Regions from separate parts of the Mus musculus genome. Here regions 2 and 3 are each linked to region 1. A link is a contact called in public HiChIP or PLAC-seq and promoter capture Hi-C data. All regions are on one chromosome and are shown on one strand. The core of a region is the stretch at or near the end of the contact, and the rest is flanking DNA. Distances in the headings are between cores, read along the strand shown.

Region 1 (4,249 bases), core at 624-3,123:
AGAACTGGATGCAGAATGGGGCTGTCTTTTCAACCGTGCATTGCTGATATCCCACAAGGACAGAGAGTAAACAATAAATCTTCAAGAGTTGGGAGATGATGCAGTGGGTACGACTGTTTGCTGTACAAACATGAAGACCTGTGTTTGGATTACCAGCACCCAACTAAAAGCCCAGCATGGCCATTAGTGCCAATGACCCAGCACTCGAGGGTAGGGGGAGCACAGCCAGTGCACCATCCAGAGCTCAGTCTAAGTGTGACTGCCCCTGAAGGAGACAGAAGGATCCCTGGACCTCACTAGCCAGTCAGCCTAGCAGAGACACCAGAGGACTCCAGATTCAGGTTCCCAGAGAGACCCTGTCACACAGAGATGAATGGAGGGTGATAAAGCAGGAGACGCTGCATCCTCCTTTGATCTCCACATGGGTGTGTGCGCACGCACGCGCGTGTGCACACACACACACACACACACACAGCATTAGCCCATCATCTTCCGCTGGGGTGACTTTAAAGAATTTTCTAAGCCTATTTGAACTAGATGGAAAATGCTAGTCTGGGTAGAAGGGAACACTAAAAATACTCATTTGTACTTTGGGGTGATTTTGCAGATGTTCAGTGAACACTTCCTTTTGTTTTTGTTTATCTCACACTGGCCCTGAGTTCTCTAAGTGTGTATACAGAACAACCAAGGCACATTTTGTAGACTCTTCAGAATGAACCTCAGTGTCTGCCTCTCTATAATCCTTCTCACAGCCGGCTCCCCTGGACAGTGGTCCTGGAGACTTGGCAAAGCATAGTCCACTGTTTCCCTGGCCATCCCTGCCAAGGAGCAAGTGCTCCATGACAGTTAGGTGTCAGTTGCTTGGTTTTATTGTTGTTGTTTTGTTTTGTTTTGCTTTGCTTTTATTTTTGTTTTTGCAACAATTCCAACCCCTAAATATTTTACTTATTGTCCTTAGTTTTGACCTCTAGACTGTCAGTAAAGAGCTAATTCTCTTCCTCACCCCATAGTCCTCTGGCTGACTCATCACACAGTACCAGGATAGGTCAATGCATCGTGTGGAGCTGGTGTAAGTGTGTCTGAGACAACTTAAATGACACAAAGCAAACTAGTAACTGAACCGTGCTCCTGTAAGGCGGCAAAGCCTCTGCATGGGTTTGTTTTCCTTCCTCCCTTCCGATTTCTAGCTGCCTCCAGTCTCCTCCTCTCTACCTCCATTAGCATCTAGCTTCTCCCAGGGCTCTCTTGCCTTGCCCTTTAGACACAGGTTTCTATTTCTGTATGAAGTAACAAAACAATCCAATTAGAAAAGTTGGTTTTGCCGATTCTATGACGTGTTGGGAAGAACATGGTATTTAATTACCTAATTGAGTAAACAAATAAAGAAATACAGCAGTCGGGCAGTAAAACAAATAGCTGTTCTGATTTTATCCTTTAAAAACGCCAGGCCTGAATTCAGCAGTATCCAATAAGTCCGTGGAATTGCTTCTCTATTAAGGAAAGCAAGGCCATCTGGATAAGCCTGTGTTTCAGGCTTTCCGTGAACAAGACCAAGGAAGAGCCAAGCAGATCACTTAGTGTTTGGGAGTCATAACATTAATCAGGATATTAGTGGGTTATGAGAGTGATGTATATAATGCCCAGGGAATACTTCTTTATTTGGGCAGAGACATTATGAAATTAAAGGGGCAGTGCTGAGCACTGCTTGTCCCAGCCTTCTCTTCAATTGCAACAACTTGAATGTCTTGTCTGTGCTGGTGGATTATTAACAGAGGTTATTGGTCTCCATGGCAAAACAATTGAACGATCGCACAAAACGTAATCTCATTTATGGGGTTGGAAAAAAAAGAGAGAGAGAGAGACATAGAGTCAGGGATATAAATATCCATTGCCACTGAAGGCCTGCCGTAGTTGAGAAGTGAAGTGTCTCCAAGGTTCAAAGAACTCTGATATTTGGTCCCACTTTTCTTATTGACCCCGGTACAGCCACTGGAACGTGCTGCTGCAATCCCTGAGGAGAACCGTCAAGCTGGTGGCGACGAGCCTTTGATCTCTGTGCTTTCCTGTGACCCCCCAGCATGTGTACTGGGGGCTGTGCCAGGTGCCTGGGGGGCACCCTCATTCCCCTGGCTGTGTTTGGCCTCCTGGCAAATATCCTGTTGTTCTTTCCTGGAGGAAAAGTGGTGAACGACAAAAGCCACCTTTCGGATGAGGTCTGGTACTTCGGAGGAATATTGGGAAGTGGAGTCTTGGTGAGTAGAGAAACCTTAACATTCCCACGAAGGCAAATCCTCGTCTGTCCTTATTGCAGGAGATGCCATTTTGAAGCTTACAACCTATATGCGATGAAAAGTAGTGCCCTAATATACTTCCCCTTTCTATTCGCGGCTGGGGACAGCTTGGTTTACTAAGTGGTTCATCCCCAAGTTTGGGCTGGAGTCACCCTAAGACATCTGAGCCCAGAGAACCAAGCTAATAGCCACTTGATTATTTTACTCTAGTCAATTGTGGCAATAAGAACTAAAAACAGAACACAGTGCTTTATACAAATGGATTGACTTAGAATGAAGGGACACAGAAGCTGTAAGTAAGCTTTCATTCAGGAATTCACGGCTTCTTCATCTCCTTGTTTCCAAATACGCGTGGGACCTCCAGCTTGTAGTAGTGGAGGCCTTGCTTTTTATACACTGAGTATAAATATATCCTTGCCCTAAACCCACCCTGTAAACGAAAAACTCAGCCTATCTACTCTTAAAATCTCCTCACAGAAGTTGACCAAATGGAATCCCTGTACTAAAAGCTGCCATGAGCCATCGGCTGTTAGGTCTTGCCTGCCCCACTTAAGCCCCTGAGACCTGAGGTCTTCACTGGCAAGAAAAAGTGTGGGTTTCCCTTCACCCCAGACCGTCTAAGCACTTTTCTTGCCGGCAGATGATCTTCCCTGCGCTTGTGTTCTTGGGCCTGCAGAACAACGACTGCTGCGGATGCTGTGGCAATGAGGGCTGTGGGAAGCGATTTGCGGTGAGTCGTTCTGGGATCAGCTGACAGAATCTCTGGGGTTCACTGCCCGCTTGTTCTGGGCAGCATGGGTGTGCCAAACAAGTAATCAGCCCCAGCCAAGACTCCTGGGCCATCTGGTACAGGATTAAGCTCTAATTCTCACTGATACGGAATAATAAGAATAAATATATTCTACAGCCTTCATAAAGGTGTAGATCCATTTTTTACCAGTACACTGAGATGCCAGAGTTTTAAAACCAGAGTGAGGCCCCAGAAGGAAGGCAAAGATGGAGCCACAGGTTTCCCTTTGCCACTAAGAAGACATGAGAACTTGAACAAGCCATGTCCTTCTTCCAGCCCTCAATTGCATCACCATTGAAGGATACTGGGGCACAATAAAAGATGGTATCTTCCCCCTCCCTAAAAGCTAACTAAGCCCCCTTCTTTAGCACAGCAAAGGTCACTCTTTATGGAGGCTCTGTATTTCCCACTGCCATTCAGAATCAACCTTGGGATTTCAATCTCCTCTCCTTTTTCATGCGGCCATCCATCTTTTAGTTGGTGAAGCAGAGACTAGGGAGGTATTAATGTTCCCAGAGGGGCAGGAGGAATGCTGGAATGTGGGTCAGGTCCCATTTCTGCAGCTGGGCAAGACACCAAGTGTAAGATAAGCAAGTTGGACTGGATCAGAATTCCCTAGATATGGACCAAACCCTGGTATAAAGATACACGTATCGAAACAACAAAGAATGTTTTCTTTTACTTATCCTCCAGTTGTTTTCATTTTATGAAGGAAAGAAATCCTTATTTTGATGGGGATAAGTCTTTGCTGTTTCTAAACCTTCAAACTTCCTTTGTAACAAAGGGAAAGCAACCTAAAGCTCTCGGAACACAAAGGGCATTTGATGACCAACATTTAATGACACTCTGTTCATGTTTGCAATGATGTCAGTTTTTCTTTCAAAGTTGCAATACAAATTAATGAAAGAGTTGGATTAAAAACTATCAAGCATTTGGGCATATGATAAGGCAAAAATACAATGGAGGTAGAGCCTGGGTTTCATGAAGAGCAAGGGATGCAGCTGTTCCAGCTTCCCAGGATTCGTGCTCCCATCGTGGAGACTCCCAAGCCCACGTTGAATTCTTGAAAGTCTATCTACCCATCCTGAAGCAGAGCCCCCTTGACATTTCTTTCTCACCATCATTTGTTGATTTAGTCCAGAAAGAGGTATGTACACATGAAAGGCCG
Region 2 (4,249 bases), core at 488-2,987, 230 kb after region 1:
GACCCAAAGTGACCATTAAAATCTACATTTTCGTTTTCACACCAGAGCTTGGTTAAGTTGGTAAATAACAGATTTAAGAAAAGGAAAAGCCATACCTGTACATCTAGCCGCCACTCAAGACTATGGTAACTGGGAAGACGAGGTGCTAACTCGTTCAGAATAGTTCTGATCTCCTTTCTGTTGTCCAGGTAGAGCTGAAGCAATAATTTGTTTAGTTCTTCAGAGAATCCCAGAACAAAGACAGAGTCTTGGAAATCCAGTTCAGAAATCTAAAGGTAAATTGAGTTCAACAGAACACTGGAATTTATCTTTGTCTAGTAAATGCTAAACCATTTCTACACACACAAGTACATTATATCCTCTAATTCTATTTAGAACATTCCTTAAAGACCCACCATTCTGAAATCCAAGTTACTAATATACAAAATAACCTTATTAAAATAGGAAAGAAATTAAGATGCCTAATTTTATTTAATATTTTTCCATCAAGCCAGATAATGACTGCTGATACATTTTTAAAAATGCAATATTTCATTCTCCCATCTCCTGACATACATGGGTGATGGCACATGATGCAGAAATAGAGACAATTATAATTTAAACCGGCAAGAGGAATTCATATTAGATAACGCCAATAGCACTGTTTTGGTATACTGCACAAATTCGATTATGAGTTAGAAATATTGTAATAGGCGCCAGTTTGAAAGGATCTGGGTGATACAATACAGCTCTCAGAAGTCTTACCATAAGCTTTGAGCTCTCGGTGAGGAGATACGTTAATCCTTCCACACCATGCTGGATAGTGTCACTACTCACGTTCAGTTTTCCTAAGGTGGTGGTGGTGGTGGTGGTGGTGGTGGTGGTGGTGGGGTGGTGAAGAAATAAACAGATTATCAATTTGTTTAAAAATAAACACATTCAATTGCTCTGTTTTCAAACTATACAATAAAAATGAGTTAAGCGGAGACTACTGTTCCTTCTTAACCCACTCCACTAACAGGGGCCTTGGCTATTTCCCTCCAAGTCAGCCTAACAAAACACAAACCTGTGAACAGACACACAAAGCCCCTTCAACCCAGGCAGAAGGAGAAGTCAGTAGAGATGTTCTTAATCTCAACCACCACCACCACCACCCCCCCCCCCCCAGCTTAGAAAAAAAGCAGTTTCTGGGTAGCAAATGTTTACTAAACACTTCGATGACAGTTCCACTTCTTCAGCATGCGGTATTTTATTAAGCACCAGAATATTTCTAAAAGGCAGGTGGCACTGTATTCATTTTAAATATGAAGATATTTGTTCCACACTAGTTATAAAAGCGCGCAGCTCCTTGCAGTGTGCGCCTTGACTGACTGCTCTGCGGGGTTTTAAGAGGAACAAGGAACAAGACCCTAGGACCTGCAAAGACTCCTGCGGAGAAAGAGAATGGATCGCACTCTCCAGCTCCACAGACAGAGCCCGTCCTCCCCCTTTCTTACTGGCGGCGCCTTCGTAGATCTTCGGGTTTGAGCCCCGTCGGAGGAACTCCACGGCGATCCTCCCGAACTCGGCGACCACTGCAACGGAAGTCAGCAGCAGGCTGTGAGTGCCGGGCTGTCCCCCGGGTTGTCCCCGCCGCAAGCACCCCGCAAGCACTAACTTACCTGCAGTGTCCACTTGCGGCAGGAAGGCCAAGTGCTCCTTGTGCTCCTCGGACAAATCCAGCAGCATTTTAGCGGCTCTTCAGACTTTGCCACCCGGCGCCGGCCCCGCCCTCACCACTTCCGACCTCTGTGCAGGCAAAAAGAAGTTCCGGCGGGCGTCGCGGTACAGCCCATGCTTTGGGTTCCGGTTGCTGGCAGTCCTAGGAGCACGGTATCGTCCGGTTCACTCTATAGGAGTGAAGGTAGGCAGTGAACGCTGGTTAAAAGAGTTGAAGGTACAAGTCTTCCACTCATTCATGAGCCATCCTGCAAAAGTGTAATATGTAGTGCTGGAGAGATGGTGGTTAAGTGGTTAAGATCTCTTGTTGCTCTTGCAGAAGAACCAGATTCGGTTCCAGTACTCACGTTCTCAACCATCACTAACTCTAGTTTTGGGTATATAACACTCATGTATATGTATATGTATGTGTATGTGTATATGTGTATATGTATATACATATACTCATGTATATGTATGTGTATGTGTATATGTATATATATGTGTATATATATGTATATATGTATACGTATATTACATGTATATATACATAAATATATATGTAGTGACTATTTTGTACACTCCACAAATACCTTGAAGAAACTACACTATGACTACACTATGAGCAGAGGTCTTTGCATTAATTTCTGAAGATACAGCCCCAACTAGGGTAGTTTTGAACAGTTTGTGTAGGACTTTGTGTTATCACAAGCCTTCATGATCCCTAAATAAGCCTGTGAACGTGTCCACTTAGGCAAGAAAGGGAGCACTTTCTTAGTACAAAAGGGAAGATGCTAACCAAACATACCTTTGTTTACATGTGAGGTTTGCTTCAAATGGTGCAAACACCATTTCTTCAGATTTAGAAGCTGGCTGCTCAGTTCATGAGCAGGTAGGGATAGACACACCCTACACTGTATCCCTTGCTGCTACAACTTTGGACTCAATAAAAGGCTTCTCTCTAGGGGTCTTTTCTTGCCCACTTCTGGAAGCAGATACAGTGCTATAGCAGCAATGATAAAAGCAGCCATGTGGCAGCAGCTGCGACAGCTGAGCATTCTGAACATCAAGCCATAGAAGTGACAGCACAGCCTGACTCTTGCCAGCAGAAGAGGGAGAGCTGAGAGGCGGGGAACGTAAAATAACCAGTTTCTTAGGAACTGAAGAGGGATAGAAGATGGTAAAGATTCAAACAGACTGGGTGGGTAAGATAGCTGAGTGGGTAAGATAGCTCAGTGGATAAAAGCTGCTTGCTGTGAAGCCTGAAGACAAGAGTTCAACCCCTGGAACCCTCACGGTAGAAGAGAAAACCAACACATATGAGTTGTTCTCTGACTCACCAACGTACACTGAGGCACATGTGTTCACATATTAACTCACTCCTCCCCTCTCTCCCTTTTCTCACTCTCTGTCTCTTCCTAATGTCATAAAAATTATTTTAGAAATAATCAAAGAGTTCTTGAGTTCTAGGGAGCCAATGTTTTCAACTACCCCAGGCCCAGGAACTACACAATTGTCTATCACCAAGGGGTGAGGAATTGGATACCTGCCTATTTAGTATCTTCAGTGCTGGCTACTGCCCAAGACTAAGATATCTTGATTTTTTTTTTACACCTATAAAAGAGTCTTGGTACTTACTGTAGACCTATACAAGAGCCATGAACCTTGTAGAAGTAAGGATTCCACTACCAATGTTAGATTTCTGAAGTAGCACAACATTAGATTTCCGAGGCAGCTTAAAGAAACAGCTTATAGAGGCAGGAAATAGACCAGTCTGACCTCAACGGATGGAACTCTTTATTTCAAACAGAAAGGGCAGGCACAGGATGAAGGCAGTGTCTGCAAAAGGAAAAGGGGGTGCTTGGGCTTATGTAGGCAGTTTGGGAATGCAACTGCTAGGGCTACAGGTAAGCCTGTAGTTTCTCCCTCCTGGAGCTGTTTATCCACACAGGTCTGTTTATCTTTAGAAACTCCCTTGCCTGGCTATCAGGATGCAAGGGCAGAGTGGGCAGATGAGTTTGGAAATGGCAGTGAGGAGGGAAGAACTGGAGGGTTTTGTTTTATTTGTTTTTGTGGTCTTCTGAGACAGGGTCTCTCTTCATTGCTGCCTGGAACTTCTTCTGTAGAAGGGCTGGCCTTGAACTCAGAGGTCTGCTGGCCTCTGCCTCCTGAGTGCTGGGATTAAAGCCATGCACCACCATGCCTGGCAAGAGGTTGGAGTTTCAACATAGTGGCAGGGGATTTCAGCAAGCTTTAGGGGAGAAAAGCTCTTTAGTCAGGGTCTGGCGCTGTTTGTTCAAGGTCTATTCCAACACTAAGGCTTGCCCAGGGATCATAGCACTTGCAGGGTTAGGAATGTTACTATCAGAAATCTGCACAGGAGATGTAACCGTAGAGGCTACCACCTGCTACCGGGCTCATCTGCTGCTGCCTTCTGCCGTCCAGGGTTATAAAGCTCACCAGAGGCTAGCACTGGAACAACTTCTTGTTTCCTACCTGGGATTTCTGAGGAGGAAAGGAGGCCTCTGGCCAGCTGCTTGGAAACATTTGAACTTGTTTGTTAGGCCTTGAA
Region 3 (4,249 bases), core at 804-3,303, 150 kb after region 1:
AATAGTACGTGCTATCTTACATTTGAGCCTTTCAAAGCAAGGCTACTTCAGCAAAGGAACGGGGCTGTAAGATGAAGTTTAAGACAAGTTCTTAGATGTCTTCCCTTTGGGCAGGCAGCGCAGCCGAGCCGAGCTGAAGTGATTCTACACCAATGGCTCAGCCACAACTTCTTCGGAGGCCTTTTCTAACCTGACCCCTATGACCTCACTGGTTCTGATAACAATTCAAGTGCCAGCCCCGGCTTTCCCTCAAGAACTCCCTCTAGCAATTGAGAATACATTTCTCTGTTCGATCTAATTCAAAAAGCTGGATCTAATGTAAAATTCACAACCTCAAAAAGCTAGGCAGATAGGGCATGAAGGATGACAACGCACACTACTGCCCTGCCGTGACGGTATTTTAGGTTACCAAGTGTAACATAAGACTCCTGACCCAATTTCCACACAATTTGTTGGTCCAGCCCATAACTACTTTACAGTGCGGTTGGTAATTACATTACTGTGCTGTGTGGTCATTACGTCATCAGCTGGGAGAGGTAAAGCCCACCAGGCACTGTGTTCTTTTCCGGTTTGCTTTTCCTGAGTGACTGAAGAACCCAGACCACCTACTCACCTGGCTGTGAGCTAGCTAACTTAAGTGAAGGCGCTAAGGGCCTAAGACCCAGATTTAGGCCAAAGTCGCTCAAAATTCCTTTCCCCAAGTTTAAGTTTTCCAATGGCCTGGATCTCTTAGGGCTTAAGCAGTTTCCACTTCATGAAACGTTCTCTGTTCTAGTCAAGTACAACTCCCAGAGATTCATCCCCTACTTTTTTATCTTAGCAGATCTCTGAAGCACCTTGGAAGAGTCAGTCTCTCAGTCTCTCTCTGTCTCTCTCTCTCTGTCTCTGTCTCTCTTTCACACACACACACACACACACACACACACACACACACACGCCACGAACACACGAGCGTCCAGGGCATCACAACTTTGCCCCTCTTGACTGCCGGCAGACTTACTTAAGGAAGTATCTCTGGCCAGTGGCCGTGAAGGTCATCTCCCACCCGGGGGGCAACGGCAGCTCGTCGGTCACGTCATAGGACTGCTGGCGGAGATGTGCATGCTGCTGTGCAGGGCCTCCAGCGGCTCCCGCACCGGTGCCCAGCTGCAGGGATGCGGGCGACGAGTGCGAGCGGACGTGCTGCGCGCCGCCAGCTAGTCGAGGCCCCGGGTGGCCGCCTGATGAGTCTGTGCTGGATTGGCGCGAGTGCGAGCCGGAATCGGGCTCCTTAAAGAAGGACTCCGGGAGGATCTTTTTCCGCCATGAGCTGGGCTTGGGGTTCATGACAGAGTTGAAGAGGGCTTCGAGGTCGGTGTCCAGGTCCTGCGTGACGTGGATGACTTGCTGCCCTGGCGGCGGGAGCGGATGGGGCACCGAGGACGGATTCATCTTTCTACAAGAAAAAAGAAAGATCAGATCAGCCTTTTGGTGCAAGTCAGAGGAGGAGGGGGTAGTCCCGGGGAAGGACAGAGAGAACCTAGAGACAGTTAGGTATGGGTCCAGGGACCAGCCGGTGGGGGAGGGGGCGCCCCTGGCCTCCGAGATTATGCAACTTTCCCGCAACAGAGAAGCTCCCCTGAGCAGGCAGCCGCGGGAGGAAGGGGGGGGGGGGTGCCTGCACCAGACCCAGTCGCAGCTTCCCCTGCCCAATACCCCCACCGGCAACCCCAGGCGTCCCGACTGCGGTCGTCTAAGAGCCGGACGCCACAGAGGGTGCGGGGCGCGGCGGGAGCTACCTGGGGACTCGGGGAAGCCAAGCCTGGGCGCCTCCCGAACTGACGAGCTGGAACCCGGTCCCGGCTGGCAGATCCCGAGCGGATTCCCAGCAGCCGAAGGCTTATCCTCTTACATCCCCGGAACCGGCCTCGGGCGCTCCCACTGCGCGAGGAGGCGACAGAGAAGACGTAGACGAGCGCAGCCGCCGCGGCTCCCGGACTGTCCCATAAACAAAGTTTGAAGCAAACTCCCACCCTTAGGAAAGAGGCGGGCCGAAAGTGGAGCTGTTGAATTATGCATGACCTCCTGGCCGGAGCCAGCCTGCCCCACGCCCCTCCTCTTCCTCCTCCTCCCACCCTAGCCCGGCTGGCGGGGGTGGGCTGGGCACTTCGCAGCTCGGGAGAGACCGTGCCCCCGCCCCGCCGCGCCGCTCCGACCTCTCCCGCCGAGCGCCTATCTGCATTCCTTTGAGTTTACCACTGACTTGGGGCGGGATCAAAGAGAAAATGGTTCAAGCCTGTTAAATCAAGGGGTTATGGACAAAAACCAAATCGGAGAATAACGGAGGGCCCTCGGTTGAGGGTCCAAGGCCCAGAATGAGTCTGTCCTGAGCGCTTGCCCTCGTCTTAAGGGGAGCGCCCAGCACCCGGAATGTGGCACGGGGCGCGGATCTGCCAGAGGTCGGACCGGGGCGCACCCTGGCTCAGGGAGACACCCGCGAGGCCAGACTTTCCACGGAAGGCTGCTTAACGCTTGTGACCATATTTGGTCTGCTGGGGAGACAACTTGGCTGTTTGGCTTTCAGTTGTCTGCGAGACGGTTTCCCAAAAAGTGCCGCTGTTGCTGAAGATGCGGCTTCACCGAGGAGTCGATTGTAAACTACCAACTTTCAAGCCTTTCATCAATCCTTAGAAGGCCGAGACAAAGCTGCGTTCTAGAAGGCCAAGCAATTGCGCCCCCTTCCCTCCTCCCGCGGCGTTTGCGAGGGTAGTGGGAGGATTGGAATGTCCCTGGGTCGCTCTAGGGAGCCTGGAACTGGAATGGAACAGGGGCAGGTGGCTAGGATAGAGAGGGTGTGCCAGTGACCCGGAAAAAGCCACACAGCCTCCCACCCGACTGGACATGGGCCAGAGGTGGAGACCCCAGCCTTTGGAGAGAGGAGGTCTGGCCTGGTAAGACAGCTGCCGGGAAGAGGGAGGAGGCCTTGCCCTTCCCACTGCCAGCTGCTCAACTATTCCTTCTCTCCAAGAAAGGGTGGCTGCTTTTTAAGTTACATTCCAGAAAGCCCCTACCCGACCCACAGATTCTAATAGACAAGTTTATTAGATAGGTTAAATGAGGCAATACACGCAAAGCACTTTGCTTAGCCAAGGCTGCATGGAAGTTTGTCAGCAGAATTGTATCAAATGCAGGCACTGTGCCTCACCATATTAAAGAGAGACATAAAAGTCAAAATTAAATCCACAGTTGACAGTGCTACAGGAAAATGAAGACAACTGTGACCTAACAGCAAGGTGAAGGGACAAATGCAAGCCACTCCATCATTTTTACTTTAAGACAGAAGAGAGAACAAAACTGTGGCTCAGCTGGAAAAGATCCTTTCAGGCAATTCTGACAACCTGAGTTCGAATCCCACACACTACATGGTAGAAGGAGAGAACCAACTCTAGCCCCCACATGAGCCCCCAACACATTTTTTTTTAATTTTGAGACCATCTTTGATTAGCTGTGTCCTATCCCAGTACCCATACATGAGCTGTGACTCCAGGTCCCTTACAGACTTTTCCCAAAATGGCAAGTGGTCTTATACTAAGGCCTCTTGAACTTTTTCAATCATGACCCCTTTTTGCCTGAAAAACTATCTATCTGACCCTAATCTATATTTGTATAAAATAGGTAAGAATCAAACATTTACTGATAATCATAAATTGATTTTAAAATAATTCATTCCTGGGCATATATAAAATTTTGCCGTTCATTAAAGATAATAAGATATGCTTTGGGCTAGGACTATAGTTCAGTGGCAGAGCACTTGCCTGGGATCATTCCCTAGTAATAATAAGTGCTAAACAAATGTGATGGTTCCCATATACAGAATTAAACCCTGACTCTTTTTTTTTTTCTTTTTTTTTTTTTTTTTTTTTTTTTTTTTTTTGGTTTTTCGAGGCAGGGTTTCTCTGTGTAGCCTTGGCTGTCCTGGAACTCACTTTGTAGACCTGGCTGGCCTCAAACTCAGAGATCCACCTGTCTCTGCCTCCCAAGTGCTGGGATTAAACGTGTGCTCCACCACGCCCGGCTAATCCTGACTCTTTGATACTACAGGACATAGGGTGCCTTCAACATTTTTCACCTTTTTTATTTTATAATTGCTAGTCCTGAGACTGGTGTTGTACAAAATGGCAGAAGTATGTTTAGGGCCATCTCAGAAACTATTGGAAGTTCTGTCCTAGGTCCAAGCCAATATTTCATTTAATGATTTTTTTTTTTTTGT

The links. Promoter capture Hi-C pulls out the DNA fragments that hold promoters and counts their contacts. HiChIP or PLAC-seq counts read pairs in DNA pulled down with a chosen protein or histone mark.
Region 2: a contact with region 1 is called in a promoter capture Hi-C map of stem cell-derived epiblast-like cells, with 5 times the contacts expected there. The contact joins the promoter of Commd2 here to the promoter of Tm4sf4 in region 1. A contact is called at or near these places in 5 of 39 promoter capture datasets (cranial neural crest, embryonic stem cells, hippocampal neurons and 2 more), 2 of 115 datasets of contacts at active chromatin or transcription factors (embryonic stem cells and pancreatic cancer cells) and 1 of 9 other capture datasets (adipose tissue).
Region 3: an H3K27ac HiChIP or PLAC-seq map of heart atrium shows a contact between it and region 1, with 8 read pairs. The contact joins the promoter of Wwtr1 here to the promoter of Tm4sf4 in region 1. A contact is called at or near these places in 4 of 39 promoter capture datasets (cranial neural crest, frontonasal cranial neural crest, hippocampal neurons and 1 more), 1 of 484 Hi-C or Micro-C datasets (cardiomyocytes) and 2 of 115 datasets of contacts at active chromatin or transcription factors (heart atrium and pancreatic cancer cells).

The regions. Positions count from the first base shown.
Region 1 is chr3:57,423,537-57,427,785 of GRCm38.p6, forward strand. It overlaps Tm4sf4 (transmembrane 4 superfamily member 4), which reads left to right and starts at 1,874. Exons shown (of 5, transcript NM_145539.2): 1 at 1,874-2,252; 2 at 2,932-3,021. The coding sequence starts at 2,079.
Region 2 is chr3:57,649,947-57,654,195 of GRCm38.p6, forward strand. Commd2 (COMM domain containing 2) reads right to left here and starts at 1,738. Exons shown (of 5, transcript NM_175095.4): 1 at 1,641-1,738; 2 at 1,476-1,553; 3 at 745-827; 4 at 96-269. The coding sequence starts at 1,707.
Region 3 is chr3:57,573,823-57,578,071 of GRCm38.p6, forward strand. It overlaps Wwtr1 (WW domain containing transcription regulator 1), which reads right to left and starts at 2,054. Exons shown (of 7, transcript NM_133784.3): 1 at 1,779-2,054; 2 at 1,001-1,435. The coding sequence starts at 1,431.